Regions from separate parts of the Sus scrofa genome. Here region 2 is linked to region 1. The links are chromatin contacts, called in public HiChIP or PLAC-seq maps. All regions are on one chromosome and are shown on one strand. The core of a region is the stretch at or near the end of the contact, and the rest is flanking DNA. Distances in the headings are between cores, read along the strand shown.

What was found. HiChIP or PLAC-seq counts read pairs in DNA pulled down with a chosen protein or histone mark.
Region 2: a contact with region 1 is called in an H3K27ac HiChIP or PLAC-seq map of skeletal muscle. The contact joins the promoter of IFT52 here to the promoter of L3MBTL1 in region 1. A contact is called at or near these places in 4 of 47 Hi-C or Micro-C datasets (alveolar macrophages, liver, skeletal muscle and 1 more) and 2 of 2 datasets of contacts at active chromatin or transcription factors (alveolar macrophages and skeletal muscle).

What each region holds. Positions count from the first base shown.
Region 1 is chr17:46,129,937-46,137,173 of Sscrofa11.1, reverse strand. L3MBTL1 (lethal(3)malignant brain tumor-like protein 1) reads right to left here and starts at 1,607. Exons shown (of 22, transcript XM_021077798.1): 1 at 973-1,607. LOC106506015 (a long non-coding RNA gene) reads left to right here. Exons shown (of 2, transcript XR_001300973.2): 2 at 21-169.
Region 2 is chr17:46,204,314-46,211,771 of Sscrofa11.1, reverse strand. IFT52 (intraflagellar transport protein 52 homolog) reads right to left here and starts at 1,816. Exons shown (of 13, transcript XM_021078178.1): 1 at 1,413-1,816. It overlaps SGK2 (serine/threonine-protein kinase Sgk2), which reads right to left. Exons shown (of 15, transcript XM_021078166.1): 14 at 6,074-6,278; 15 at 2,965-3,352. The coding sequence ends at 6,114.

The sequences.
Region 1 (7,237 bases), core at 358-2,857:
CTGTTTTCTCTCCCCTACAGGTGATATTCCCAGGGGCACCTGATAAACCTACACTCAAATCTCCCTCCCGAGTGTTTCCAGGGAACCCGACCTCAAACAACCTTTGGATGCCCAGCCCAGACGGGTGTCTGGCATATAGCAGATGCTCAATAAATATTTATTGAGGGAATGTGTCCGTATTTATTTCTCTTGGTCTGCTAAGGCTTCCCCCAACCCCTTGCCCGTCGAGGCCTCGCAGGCAACACTCAATAAACGCCCTCGCTCTAGGTGTTGGGGGTGGGGAGCTAGCGCCCCAGACAGACACCCCCAACACACCCCAGCAAGACTGAGCGCCGCAAACTTGGGGCCTCGGCCCTGCCCCCCGCCGCAGCTGGGGCGGGAATGCAGGAGAGAAGGAAGGATGCAGGCTCCAGGGTTCGGACCGCCGCCCGCCTTCCGTGTCCTCGCGGGACTAGTGTAGACGGCAGCAGGCGGGGCGGGCACTGATCCATCAGTCCCGCAGAATGGTTACTTTTTTAAAACGCCAAAATGGCGGAATTCTTTTTATTCTTTCCCTTTATGGCCAAATAATAACAGTGATTCAATTTTCCGTTAAAAAATGTGAAATTAACGGTAGGAAAGAGAAAGTTTGCCAAATGACCTATTTCCTAAGAAAATCAAAACCCCACTCTTTACACCCTTTCTTCTATTAATGAAAAACTCTTATTGATTGTATTTCTCGAAAAACCGAGCCACCTCCCTCCCCACCTCCGGATCGCCGCCAGCAACAGCACAGCGGACGCGCTTGCCTCGCCCTCGAGCCCCGCACCCGCCCAGATCCCCTTGCAGTCCCGCTCTCCCGAACCTCCTTCCCGGCCCGTGCACCCCGCCGGAGGCGCTCGGGAGGAGCGACGCCCCGGGGCCTCAGACCCGAGCACTCGCAGTGCTGGGAGGGGCCGGTCGGCGCGGCACCCCGCACCCCAGTGTCCCTACCTGCAAGGCCCGCGTGCGGCCGCCGGGAGCCGAGCTGCTGTCCGAGCCCCGCGTGGCGCGCGCCTGCGCGCACAGGGGGGCGGGCCCGTCTCCCCGCAGGACGCGGGCCGCAGACCGCGCGACAAGCAGATTCGAGGGGCGCGGGTCGGGGGCCCTCTTGACAGGCCCTGGCCGCCGGGCCCTAATATCCTCTAGCCCCGGGGCCGGATTGCTGCGCCGGCGAGGCAGGTCGAGATTCTCCCTGTCCCCCACCCACTGCAGCACAGCCAGCGGCACGCAGCGGAGCGCGGGGACCACCGAGCCGGAAGAGAGAACCTGGTGGGCCCCTGAGCTGAGTGGTCAGTGACGAAAGACGAGGCTGCATTCCCGCACGCACCCTGGTCGGGTCACTGCGCTGTCCAGTGCGCTGTCCAATGCCTTCCAAAGGTGCCTGCCCCACCTGGGGAAGGGGAGCCTAAGAAAATCTCCTCTTGGGCTCCGATCTTGGCCTGGCCCTGGTTGTCTAAAGGGCAGCATTAACCGCGCCTGCGTTTGGATGACCCATCGCCATTGGTTGGTGGTGTGACCTGGGGCACATCACTTTATCCTGTTTGTCCTGGTCCTCCATTTCTCTCCCCCCCCCTCTCTTTTTTTTTTTTTTTTTTTTTTTTTTTTTTTTAAGGGCCGCTCGCAGCATGTGGAAGTTCCCAGGCTAGGGCTCGGAGTTGCAGCTGCCGGCCTTCACCAGACAGCCACCAGGGATCTGATTCTCCGCTGCGAGCTACACTACAGCTCACAGCAATGGCAGAGCCTTAACCCACTGAGCGTGCCAGGAATCAACCTGCATCCTCATGGATACTAGCTGGGTTCCTAAACCACTGAGCCAAAAGGGGAACTCCCCATTTCTCCATTTGTAAAGACTATATCACCTACTTCTTAGCATAGGGTTTGTTTGTATTTTTTTCAGTAGTGGTGTCTGTGATGGTGTTGCCTTGAGTTAGACATTGCTCCTCTGTGCTTCGATTTCCTTGGTTGACTCAATTAGTCAAAATCTCATTGGTTCTTTTCTTTTTTGCTCTTTAGGGCCACACCCTCGGCATATGAAGTTCCCAGGCTAGGGGCTGCCAGGCTACACCACAGCAACTTGGGATCCGAGCCACATCTTCGACTATACCACAGCCCAAGGCAATGCCAAATCCTTAACCCACTGGGCAAGGCCAGGGATTGAATCCAAATCCTCATGGATACTAGTTGGGTTTGTTTACCACTGAGCAGCAGCAGGAACTCCCTCCTCATTGGTTCTTACAGCACAAATACTTTTCTTTTTTTTGTTTTTTTTAGGGCCATACCCGAGGTACATGGAGGTTCCCAGGCTAGGGGTCTAATAGGAGCTGTAGCTGCGGGCCTACACCACAGCCACAGCAGCGCCAGATCCCAGCTGTGTCTGTGACCTACACCACAGCTTGTGGCAACACCAGATCCTTAACCCGCTGAGTGAGGCCAAGGATTGAACCGGAAACATCATGGTTCCTAGTCAGATTCGTTTCTGCTGCACCATGACAGGATCTTCATGAAATACTTCTTACACGTGGTAGCTGTTATGTCACACAAATTTGTGTAATTAGAGAGGTTTAGATACTGCAAGCTCCAAGAGGTAAGAAACACACTTGTTTGTGTTTTCCTGGCACCTAGCACAGAGCTGGACAGTAGTGGGTGCTCAATGTTTGTTGACCGATTAACGATGTACGGCCACTGCAGATGAAAACAGGGCAACTCTTGGTACAGCCCAGAGTTATGCCCTACTCCCACACCAATGATGTAATTGAATCCCTTCTTTTACAGAAAAGGATACTGGGGTCTATCCGGCCTAAGGTCATAGTCAAGGTAGAACCTCCAGGTTCCTTTCAGTCTAGATGAGAAAAGGGTTCCCAGTTAACTGTAGGCAAATTCCCCAAATTGTTGCGATCAAGTTTCAGTTTATGCAGACTTTATTCTGGTTGCCACACCAACACATTACATGTATTCTTCCTTGTTGCTGTGTCATTTTTTAATCACAACTCAGATTTTTGGGAACAGGATTGCAACAGTTGAGGATGCTGGTTGTCGTAACGATGGAAGTCTCTTTAATAGACACCAACAACCACTCATTTTTCTCTCATCTCTACCCAGGCTACGCTTGTTCTAGATTCCCAAAGGTTTATTTTAGATATTCAGAAGATTAAAAGAAAGTGATGAAACTACACAAACATCTCAGTAAGGAGCACATCTTTTAGTCTAGTGGAATCTGAGCTAACGTGACACAGGAATAAACAACTAATTTGGGTTTGAGCTGCTAAGATGTTTTTATTGCCTGTTAACAGTATTTGGTGGTCTTGATAGCTTTGGTAGGCCTGAACAGCTTCAGGGATGGAGTGCTCCTCCCAAGTGGATGTGATTTGGGGAAGATTCTGCCTCTAATACAGCCAGAGTTGTTGCACTGGTCCAGTCTGCCCTCAGGAGCAAGTGTTCAAGTCCAATCCTTCCCTCAAGTCATAGCCCCCAGTGTCTTCTCCAAGTTAACCCCAAGAGTGGATCCCCAATTTTTTTTGAAAGGTTGAAGAATAGAAGCACGGAGAAAACTGTTTGTGAGCAGCCCACGCCTTTCTGTTCCTACAGGAGATTTTAATTCACCTTTGGGGCAGTCCGGGTACTTGAGGAAAATCACCAGGGTATGACTTTTTTCTAAGTGGGAAACACCTCTGTTTCCAGCGATACGGCACATTTTGCTAACAGGGAATGCTTTCTTTCTCTTTTCTTTTTTTTTTTTTTTTTTTTTTTTGCTTTTCTCAGGGCCACACCCACAGCACATGGAGGTTCCCAGGCTAGGGACTGAATCAGAGCTGCAGCTACCAGCCTACACCACAGCCACAACGTCAGATCCGAGCCTTATCTTCGACCTACACCACAGCTCATGGCAACAATGGATCCTTAACTCACCGAGCGAGGCCAGGGATCAAACCTGAACCTCATGGTTCTTAGTTGGATTTGTCTCTGCTGCACCACAGTGGGAACCCAGGGAATGCTTTCTAACATAAGCTAAACACCTGAGAAAACAGCATAAAGTACTATAAGGGAGGAAGGAGAGAAAATGGATGGCTGAACTTGCAAGAAGGGGAGGTCAGGAGGAGCCAGAAACAAAGAGGGAACAGAGCAACCAGGGGGTGGCCCAATGTCTCTCTTGTCCTGGAGGTGGTTATTGGATAGACCCAGGAACCAACTGCTAGGGACCTAGGTTTCATCGCACAAATGACAAAAGATGGCATCTTGGGTCCATGAGGTATTGGTGGGAGTTGGAACTGAATCCCCTATGCAAAGGCTGATCCCTGACTACCAGATTATCTACCTGGGGGCCCCATGGTGGGAAAGGCAGGGGAAGCACATGTTTCCAAATACGAGTATTTCTTACTTCCCCCCAGGCATGCATTATATTTTCCAAAGCATCAGAGACAAAATTTATATTTGGCTTTGGAAATTGAAGCTTATGTTTGCAACCACTAGAAAAATCTATTTCAGTGAGGGCCAGAGCCTGGGCTCTTTCCCTTACCCAAATTCAGCTAAATATCTGAATCTTGTCCTCAACTTACTGATAGAATTCATGTTTTATGATGCTGAGGAACTTGATGAGAAAGAATCAGGAATTCCTTGGAGGTGCAGCAGGTTAAGGATCTGGCCTTGTCACTGCTGTGGCTCGGGTTCATCCTGGCCCAGGAACTTCTATACGCCATGGGCATGCCCACTCGCCTCCCCCCCCCCCCGCAAAAAAAAGATAAAAAAGAAGATTCAATTGATTATGGCTTTTTTTTTTTTTTTTTTGGTCTTTTTGCCTTTTCTAGGGCCGCTCCTGCGGGATATGGAGGTTCCCAGGCTAGGGGTCTAATCAGAGCTGTAGCCGCCGGCCTACGCCACAGCTCACAGCAACGCCAGATCCTTAACCCACTGAGCAAGGCCAGGGACCAAACCCGCAACCTCATGGTTCCTAGTCGGATTTATTAACCACTGCGCCACGACGGCAACTCCAAGCCTTTTCATTGATGCTGAACAAATTACCACAAAATTAGTGGCTTAAAATGACACAATTTAATCTTGTAGTTCTGGAGGTCAGAAGTCCAAAATGAGTCTTAAGGTGTCAGCAGAGCTGGCTTCTTCTGTGGAGGCTTAAGGGGGAACTCATTTTGTTTTCTAGTTTCTTGAGGCTATCCACATTCTTTGGCTTGTGGCCCCTTCATCACCAAAGTCAGCAATGACTCGTCGTCAAATTTTTCATTTCACATCACTGTGACTATAATTCTTCTGCCTTAATTTTCCATCTTTTAAGAAATTTTGTGATTACATTGGGCCCATCCCCAAAATCCAGGATAGTCTATTTTAAGGTCAGCAGATCAGTAAACTTCAGCCTATCTGCAACCTTAATTCCCCCTTGCCATATAACATAGCATACTTATAAATTCTGGGATTTAGGACAGCAACATCTGTAGGGGAGCATTTTTTTGCCTACCACATAATGAAGCTGGTCAAATAAATAATCCTTTCACAAAGTTTTTCTCGTTCTCTGTGAGTCTACTTTGTAAATAAGTTCATTTGTGTCATTTTTTTTAGATTCCATGTATAAGTGATATCATATTTGTCTCTGACTTACTTCCCTTAGTAGTAATCACTTAGTGATAATTTCCAGGTCCATCCACGTTGCTGCAAATGGCATTATTTCACTCTTTTCTATCTCTGAGTAGTGTTCCATTGTGTTTATGTGTATGTCACATCTTTATCCATTCATCTGTTGATAAGACATTCAGGCTGATTACATATTTTGACTATTGTAAATAATGCTGTTACAAACACTGGGACACATGCACATTTTCAACTTGAGTTTTCTCTGGATATATTCCTAGGAGTGGGACTGCTGGATCATCTGCTAATTCTATTTTTAGTTTCCTTAGGAGACTCCATACTGTTTTCCATAGTGGCTATATCAATTCAGATTTCCACCAATGGTGCAGGATGGTTCCTTTTCCTCCACACCTTTCCAACATTTATTATTTGTAGACTTTTTTTTTTGGTCTTTTTGCCTTTTCTAGGGCTGCTCCCCTGGCATATGGAGGTTCCCAGGCTAGGGGTCTAATTGGAGCTGTAGCCACTGGCCTACGCCAAAGCCACAGCAACGCAGGATCGGAGCCGAGCCTCATCTGCAACCTACACCACAGCTCATGGCAACACCAGATCCTTAACCCACTGAGCAAGGCCAGAGATCGAACCTGCAACCTCATGGTTCCCAGTCAGATTCCTTAACCACTGAGCCACGACGGGAACTTCTAGACTTTTTGATAATAGCCACTCCGACAGAAGGTGATACCTCATTGTAGTTTTGATTTGCATTTCTCTAATAATTAGCAATGTTGAACATCTTTTCATGTGCTTGTGGGCCATATGTATGTTGTCTTTGGAGAAATGTCTATTTAGGCCCTCTTGCCCACTTTTTGACCTTTTTTTTTTTTTTTGCTATTAAACTGCATGAATTGTTTGTATATTCTGCAAATTAATCTCTTGTCAGTAACATCATTTGCAAATATTTTCTCTCAGTCTGTAGGCTTTTTATTTATGATTTCCTTTGTTATGCAACATCTTTTGTTTACTCAAGTCCCATTTATTTTTGTTTTTATTTCCATACTGTAGCAGACAGATCCAAAAAAATACTGTTGAAAACATGTAACATGATCTGTGTGGCCAGAGTATTAGCAATGAACACCCACACGGCCTAAGATGTGGTTGCTAAATACCATTTCCAAACAAAAATAACCAGGGCTCCTGGGAGAAATGCCTTGATTCCAGGTTTGGGACTAGAAATATGAGCCTGGAAATCTTATGCCAGAAAGCAAAACAGCTGGTAAGATTATTAAAAGAACTCAGGGAATTCCTGCTGTGGCACAACGGGATCTACTGCGTCTCTGGAGTGTTGGGAAGCAGTTTTGATCTCTGGTCTGGCACTGTGGGTTAAGGATCTGGTGTTGCCACAGCTGCAGCATAGGTTGTAACTGTGGCCTGGATTTGATCCCTAGCCCAGGAATTCCACATGTCTTGGGATGGCCAAAAGAGGAAAAAAAAAAAAAAAAAAGGAAAAACCAAAAAACCTCAGGAACTAACTTGAGTTGACTCCCACTGACTAAAGATAAAACAAGGCAACAACAAAAACTGAATCATAAGCTGATAAAAAGCCTCCAGAATAACGACTCTGAAATTTTAGCATGCCCCAGAC
Region 2 (7,458 bases), core at 567-3,066, 74 kb before region 1:
TTTTTAGTCCATTTAAAATTGATTTTGGTGCTTAAAATTCATTGTTAATTGTTCTTTTTTTTAAAATTACTAGAAAGCTGTCTGACACCAATCCATCTTTAAAATACCACACTGCCAGAGTTCCTACTGTGGCACAGTGAGTTAAGAATGCAACCACAGCAGCTCAGGTTGCTGCAGAGATGCAGGTTTCATCCACAGCCCAGCGGCCTGGCACAGTGGGTTAAAGGATCCAGTGTAGATCACAGCGGCAGCTCAGATTCAATCCCTGGCCCTGTAACTTCCATATGCCACGGGTGTGACCATTTAAAAAAAAAAAAATTGCTTTATATAGTAAATCCCTATAAACTGAATTTTATTAATTTTTTTTGTTTTTTGGGTTTTTTTTTTTTTTTTTGTTTTTTTGTTTTTTGCTTTTTAAGGCCACACTCACAGCATATGAAAGTTCCCAGGCTAGGGGTCCAATCAGAGCTGAAGCTATCTGCCTACGCCACAGCCACAGAAATGCAGGAATTTGAGCTACATCTTCGACCTACACCACAGCTCACAGCAACGCCAGACCCTTAACCCACTGAGCAAGACCAAGGATCAAACCTGCATCCTCATGGATACTAGCCGGTTTTGGCAACCACTGAGCCACAAAGGGAACTCCTAATTTTACTATTAATTTTTTATACTCTATTTGGCCATAAGTTCCTGCTCCATTCCATACTTTTTAAATTATTACAGCTTTATAATATATATATTATAATATTTAGGAGTGTTGATAAGAGCTAACGCCTCTTATTACTCTTAATTTTTAGAATTTTCCTAATACTGTTATTCCCATATTTTTATTCTTCAGGGCGAACTTTAAAATCACTTTGTCAGGTTAAAAAAAAAAAATACCCCCATGTTCCACTGCAACTATCTTTCATGTTCTGTTGCATCCATGCCCATGCTTATTTTCACACTGTATAATACAACACTGTATTCTGCCTTCTGATTAGGTTAGTGGTTGCGTAATTACGCCATAATAAACTCAATCACCGCCTTCGAGGGCATCTTTTCCATTTTTTGCCAACATAGACACTACTGAAATTTACATATTTCTGCTTCTGCCATTAATTATTTTTTGTCGAAGGACAAATTCCTAAGAGCAGGATTCCTAGAAAAAGGGGATGAGACTAGGATATTTTGTTATGGTTTCTTGTCCAATGATCTTTCATCTTCAGCAGGATGACTAAAAATCTCCCAGTCAGAGGCGAGCTAAACGTGAGCCCAGTCTGAGGTCCGGGATCCGGGCCTATTATCTGTGCCCCACTTTTACTAAACCCTAGCAGACCCCAATTCCGAAGACGGGCCCAAAGGCCCTCGCCAACTCCTAGGCCTCCCCAACGCCCGGGCCGGTCCACCACGGTCGAAATTCCGCTTACCTGAGGCCCAGTGACCACCATCTCCACTTGACACCACCCAGCGTCCCGCGGCCAGGTATCCAAGGCCGCTTAGCAACAGCGGAGGCGAAGCTGCGCGCTTGGTAGGCGGGGACCGCGGCGTGGATCTACCTCCGGAGCTACGTGATGACGACAGAACTGAAGAAGCCGGTACACCTAGCTCGCCTAGGAGGGGGAGGGACCAGTGAGAGAGGGGGCGGGGCTAACCTCGGACTGTACTATTATTTTGGATGAGGGGTAAATCCAAATAGAACTTGTTTAACTTCAGACCAAAGATAAGCTCATTTTATTTTCTCCTTTAATATCAACTCTTATTAAAATCTGATAAAAACGACAGGCCCCGAGCGCCCAAATTTCGCTCCACTCCGAGAAAGACTAGTGAAGGCTTCCCGCAGCAGTGCGGGAGACCCAGCCTTGATCCCAAGAGCGCAGGCGCAGAGATACGCGAGGCGGGGTGCAGCCATGCGGCGGCGCGTATCCTGCGTCAGGAATGCGTGCCTCGAGTTCGCTTGCGTAATGGGAGGGTTTCAGTCCCCTGGGAGGCTGGGGAAGCCCACCGAGAGGATGGTGGACAGGTTTAGTGGGAGAGTGGGAGGTAAAACGAGGTGGTTCTTTGTGTTTGAATACCCCTGTTGTTCATTGCCAAAATGCCAGGCCTCGGATGAATCAGTGAACCCGCCCTCTGCGCATCCCCAGGCGGGGAGTTACACCTGGCCAGATCCTACCAAAAAGTAAAAATATAAACTGTTTAAGGGATCTGTGAGGGGCGGGAGCTGGGCCGACCGGGGACCCCCACTGAAAGAAGAATGGTTCAATAAAGCAAGGATTGGGGAAGGGCGTTGGGGCAGAAAGAACTGCTTATGCGGAAGAGCCACGTATGGGTTGCCCTGCAGTCGCTGTGAAAATGAGAAACCAGACAGTAGTTTCCACAAATAGGGCACTCTTCTCCCCAGCGGACTGCTCAGTGCCTGCCCTGAGCGAACGTGGATGTGTGTACTAAGCCCGCTACCTGGCTAGCTCAAACGATAAAAGCAGTCTTTGTGATTGATGTTTGTTGCAGTCTGCAGCATGTACAGAGTAGTCGGAGTTTTAGGGTCTTAAAATACAAGACTCCTGTTTCCTTTTCACACCTACTGTCACTGCAAAGTTAAGTGGAAACAGAGTGATTGTGATTTCCCTTCCTGAGGATGCTGTCTTTTGGTGCAAAATTGGGTGAGTACAGTTTGCAGTCAGTGTTTGCTAGAAGACGGAAAGAGGGCCTGCCCAGAGCACCTCTTCCACTTTTGAAGGCTGTAGAAAAAGCAAGCACCTTAGCATCAGCTGCCACCAAGTTCAGTTCCTGTTTGTGTCTTGTACCAGCTGGCTGACTTTGGGCAAGTTGCTTACTGTCTCTGAGTGAATATTTCTTATCTGTAAAGTGAGGTTAATTTCTAAATGCTGGTTTATTGTGAGTTTTGTAGATAATACCTATGAAGCTTAAAATGTGTTTAATAAACAGGTGTGAACGTGTCTGTTCTGATATTCAACAGATCAATACCGTCATTTTTCATTTTTATTTTCTATCCTGGTGAAAATTTTGTGATTTTACAGTCCTAGAACAGATAGAGCAATTATGTGTTTCACAGCCCATAGTGGGTTGTATACTTTTGACAGTACTATCACATTTCTGACAATTACACGCTCTTGCTTTTGGCTTTGGAAAGTTGGGTGAATTTTGGCTTCTCCCTCACCACGTTCCACATTTGTCTATTGGCAGACGCTATGAAGGTGGAAATCAAATCAGAGTGTTTCAGAATTACAGGTCAACGTAACAGTAGCTCTTCGTGACCTGGTTTTTGATTCCCAGTAGGTCAATGTCACTGTCATTGGTGTGTTTTCCATGGGCTTCTAACTTCATCTTCCATAATTCCTGGGGCAGTGGGCTGGGTAGACAAAAAGGTAAGGCAAAGAGTAAGAATGAGTTAAGAGAAAAGCCTATAAAATCACCAGCACACACTGGTGTTAAGAAAGTTCCCCTGTCAGAGTTCCCGTCGTGGCGCAATGGTTAACAAATCCGACTAGGAACCATGAGGTTGCGGGTTCGGTCCATGCCCTTGCTCAGTGGGTTAACGATCCGGCGTTGCCGTGAGCTGTGGTGTAGGTTGCAGACGCGGCTCGGATCCAGATTGCTGTGGCTCTGGTGTAGGCCGTGGCTACAGCTCTGATTCAACCCCTAGCCTGGGAACCTCCATATGCTGCGGGAGCAGCCCAAGAAATAGCAACAATAACAACAACGACAAAAAAAAAAAAAAAAAAAAAAGAAATGAATCCGACCAACTAGGAACCATGAGGTTCGGGTTTGATCTCTGGCCTTGCTCAGTGAGTTAAGGATCTGGTGTTGCCGTGAGCTGTTGTGTAGGTTGCAGACACAGCTCAGATCTGGTGTTGCTGTGGCTGTGGTGTAGGCCAGTGGCTACACTCCGATTTGACCCCTAGCCTGGGAACTTCCATATGCCATAAGTGTGGGCCTAAAAAGCAAAAAAAAAAAAAAAAAGTTCCCCTTGGGAGTTCCCTTGTGGTGAAGTGGGCTAAGGATCTGGCATCACTGTAGCAGCTTAGGTTGCTGCTGTGGCATGGGTTTGATCCCTGGCCTGGGAATTTCTACATGCTGCAAGTAAGGCAAAAAAAAGTTTCCTTCATGTCCACAAACCAAAAAGCTAATAAGACCATCCTGAAGAAGTAGGTGATGAACCACAGGTTTGTCAAAAAGATTTTTTCACTGAAATAAAGCAGCATGATCCATCAGACAAGTGCAGAGTGTCTTGCACTCATGAGGTTTTATATGCTCTCATTTATTCCAGTAAGAATTACTTTTAGAAGTGGCTATTCACCAGGCCTGTACCAGCCCCCACCTCTGTCCAAGGCCTGGGCTCACTATGGCCCTAGATGTGCCAAGTATACAGGGGCATGCAAGGTGGAGCAAAGCATCCAGTTGAATGCTTCCTCTTTGAGACCCCATTTCCCATCACTTGGCTTGTTCCAGCCATCCTGGCTGGGCTCTCCTTAGAGATTTTGACAGTTGATCGCTTGGACCTAACAGGCAGGGTGAAGGGCACACCCAGAGGAGTCATAGGGCTCCAATCCCAGCTCTGGCCCTTATTATCTATGTGACCTCCAGGCAGGGTACAACTTCTCTGATCCTATTTCATCATTGGTAAAAAGAGGATAGATAGAAATAGTTCCTCCCTTAAGGTTGTTTGGATGGAAACTGATAATAGAATTGAAAGCGTCTAGCATCGAAGCTGGTTCAGCATAGGCAGGTGTTCTGAAGCTGACTCTGACCAGTAAAGCAAAAAAGGAGTGGTTAACGGGATCAGAAGCTCTCAAAATCATTGAGAATACTGGAGAAGGAGACTCAAGGCTTCCCAGGAACGATGTGCACCACTGACCTGATTGGGAAATAGATGCTGCCAGCAACTACCAATCGCTACCATTTGCATTGTTGCCACATCTACACCAGGAACTCTGTTTTGTGGGTTTTGTGACCACAGCTACCACATGAAAGAGAGCTCCCTGTTCCTTCCTTGAGTCAAAAATCTACCACAGGTGCATCCTGGGGTCACATGCCTGGTCCAGGCTGCAGGGGAGGCTGGTGGTGGGGGAGGGGGGTAGGTATCTATCTAGCATTTACAGCTACTGTAAGTGGAGGTAGTTACTGCCTCTCATCATAGCCCATTAAGTAGGAGATTCCCTGAAGAGAAGAAGGGGTTCAGATGCCAGGCGGCCCAACCTAATAGCAAATGTCCGATACCACCCACCCAAAGAAAGACATCATCAGCATGGGAAAACAGGGTGTTGGGTGGTACCCTATAGGCTTGTGACATCTCTGTCATTTTACACACTGAGATCGAAATCCAAACACCAAGAGACTCTGGTGGTACAGGGGTCCTGTTGCCTACCCAACATTTTCCCCTTCTCCCTTCGTGTCAGAACCCCTGTGTTATAGGAGAGTAATGTGCCCCACTAAATAGACATATATCCTGGCCTCCACTACAGGTAGGGTGGATGCCTCATAAGATGTAAGCAGGAGTCATCCGGTGGGGCTTCTGGGGAAGCTCTATAAAGGTGATCTTTTGCTCTTTCCTCCTTTTTCCCTGCCCAGGATACGGAAGCAGTGGCTAGAGCTCCACTATCACTCTACGATAGTATAATAATCCTAATAGCAGAACCCACTTGTCAAGGATGGCAGAGCAGAAATACAGAAAGCCGCTGAGTATCTGATGACCTGTTGTACCAGCCCTGCATCCACCTAACACATCCTTCGTTTATGTACTGGAAAAGAAAAAAATCTTTTTTTTTCTCTTTTCACCGCTACACCTGCGGCATATGGAAATTCCCAGGCCAGGGGCCAAATCAGAGCTGCACCCCCAGCCACAGCCAGGGAAACGCTGGATCCAAGCTGCATCTGCGACCTACACTGCAGCTTGTGGCAACACTAGACCCTTAAACCGTTGAGCGAAGCCAGGGCTCAGAACCCACATCCTCATAGAGACAATATTGGGGCCTTAACCTGCTGGGCCACAATGGGAAATCCTAGAAAAGATCTTATTCAAGCTATGGTAACGCTGGGTCTCGGTGACTAGCAGCTGAAGGTAATTCCTTACAGATACCAGCTGGCTCCGTGGTTTCTCAGGTGCTTCTCGTCTAACAATCCAAGATGGCCTCGTCCTCCGGCGCGTAGGAAAATCCCAGGAAGGCACTTGAGGCCCCAGAGCTGCTGGCCATCGTGTCGGGAGTGCAGCCAATGGACTTTGACACGGCTTCTTGGGTGAACTCTGGGTCAAAGTGTTTCAGGTCAGCAGGGCCTGCCTGTGAATATGAGCCAACGATGAGAAGGGAACACGGGGGGCAGAGCTGCCAAAGACGCCCACAGTCCTGAGGGAGATATCAGGGCTCCCCTCTGAGTGCCCCATGGGGGCCCTTAACTGTCACTTACCCATGCATTTACTTTAGTCACTGTATTCCATGAGGTCCAATAACCACCCGTCAATTCCTCCACCCCCCTGGCACCCTGCCTGCTCCACACCAACCCTCCAGACGCTGCTGGTTAGAAGTAGATTATACTCCCTCACACGCAGTGAAGGCAGGATGAAGCTAAACCCTAAAGAGACGTGCACAACAGATACAGAGAACAAAGAGAGATGGGAGGGGGAGCAAGTAGATGAAGGGGCTTAAGGGGTGCAAACCACTAGGTATAAAGTAAGTTACAAGGATGTAATATACAGCACAGGGAATATAACCAATATTATATAATAACTTTGTATAGAGTAATCTATGAAAAATAACAAATCACTATATTGTACACCTGAAACTAATATAATGCCATAAGCCAACTATACCTCAATAATTTAAAAAAAAATAAAAATAAATAATAAACTGAAAAAATAATAAAATACATTCACACTCTTTGACTTGGTAATTCCCCATCCAGAATCAGAACCGTGGGCAAAATATACACTTAATGATATTCATCAGTCCATTACAATAAAGAAAAAGTGGTAATAACCTCAAGTTCACCATTAGGAATATAGCTGAATAAATTATGTTACCAACATAGGGTGGAAATATTATATAGGCACTTGAAATCATACTTATCAAGTCTTATATGACTTAGGGAAATAATGACATCATTTTTAGCAAAAAGAAAGGGAAGATGACACCTATAAAGTGTGACCTGTGTAAAAAACACATAAGAAAAAAAGTCTTGGAGTTCCCATCGTGGCGCAGTGGTTGACAAATCTGGCTAGGAACCGTGAGGTTGCGGGTTCAATCCCTGGCCTTGCTCAGGGGATTAAGGATTCAGGGTCACTGTGAGCTGTGGTGTAGGTTGCAGATGTGGCTAGGATCCAGCGTTGCTGTGGCTCTGGCGTAGGCTGGCGGCTACAGCTCTGATTCGACCCCTAGCCTGGAAACCTCCATATGCCGCAGGAGTGGCCCTAGAAAAGGCAAAAAAAAAAAAAAAAAAAAAAGACTGAAGGAGAAATGTCAG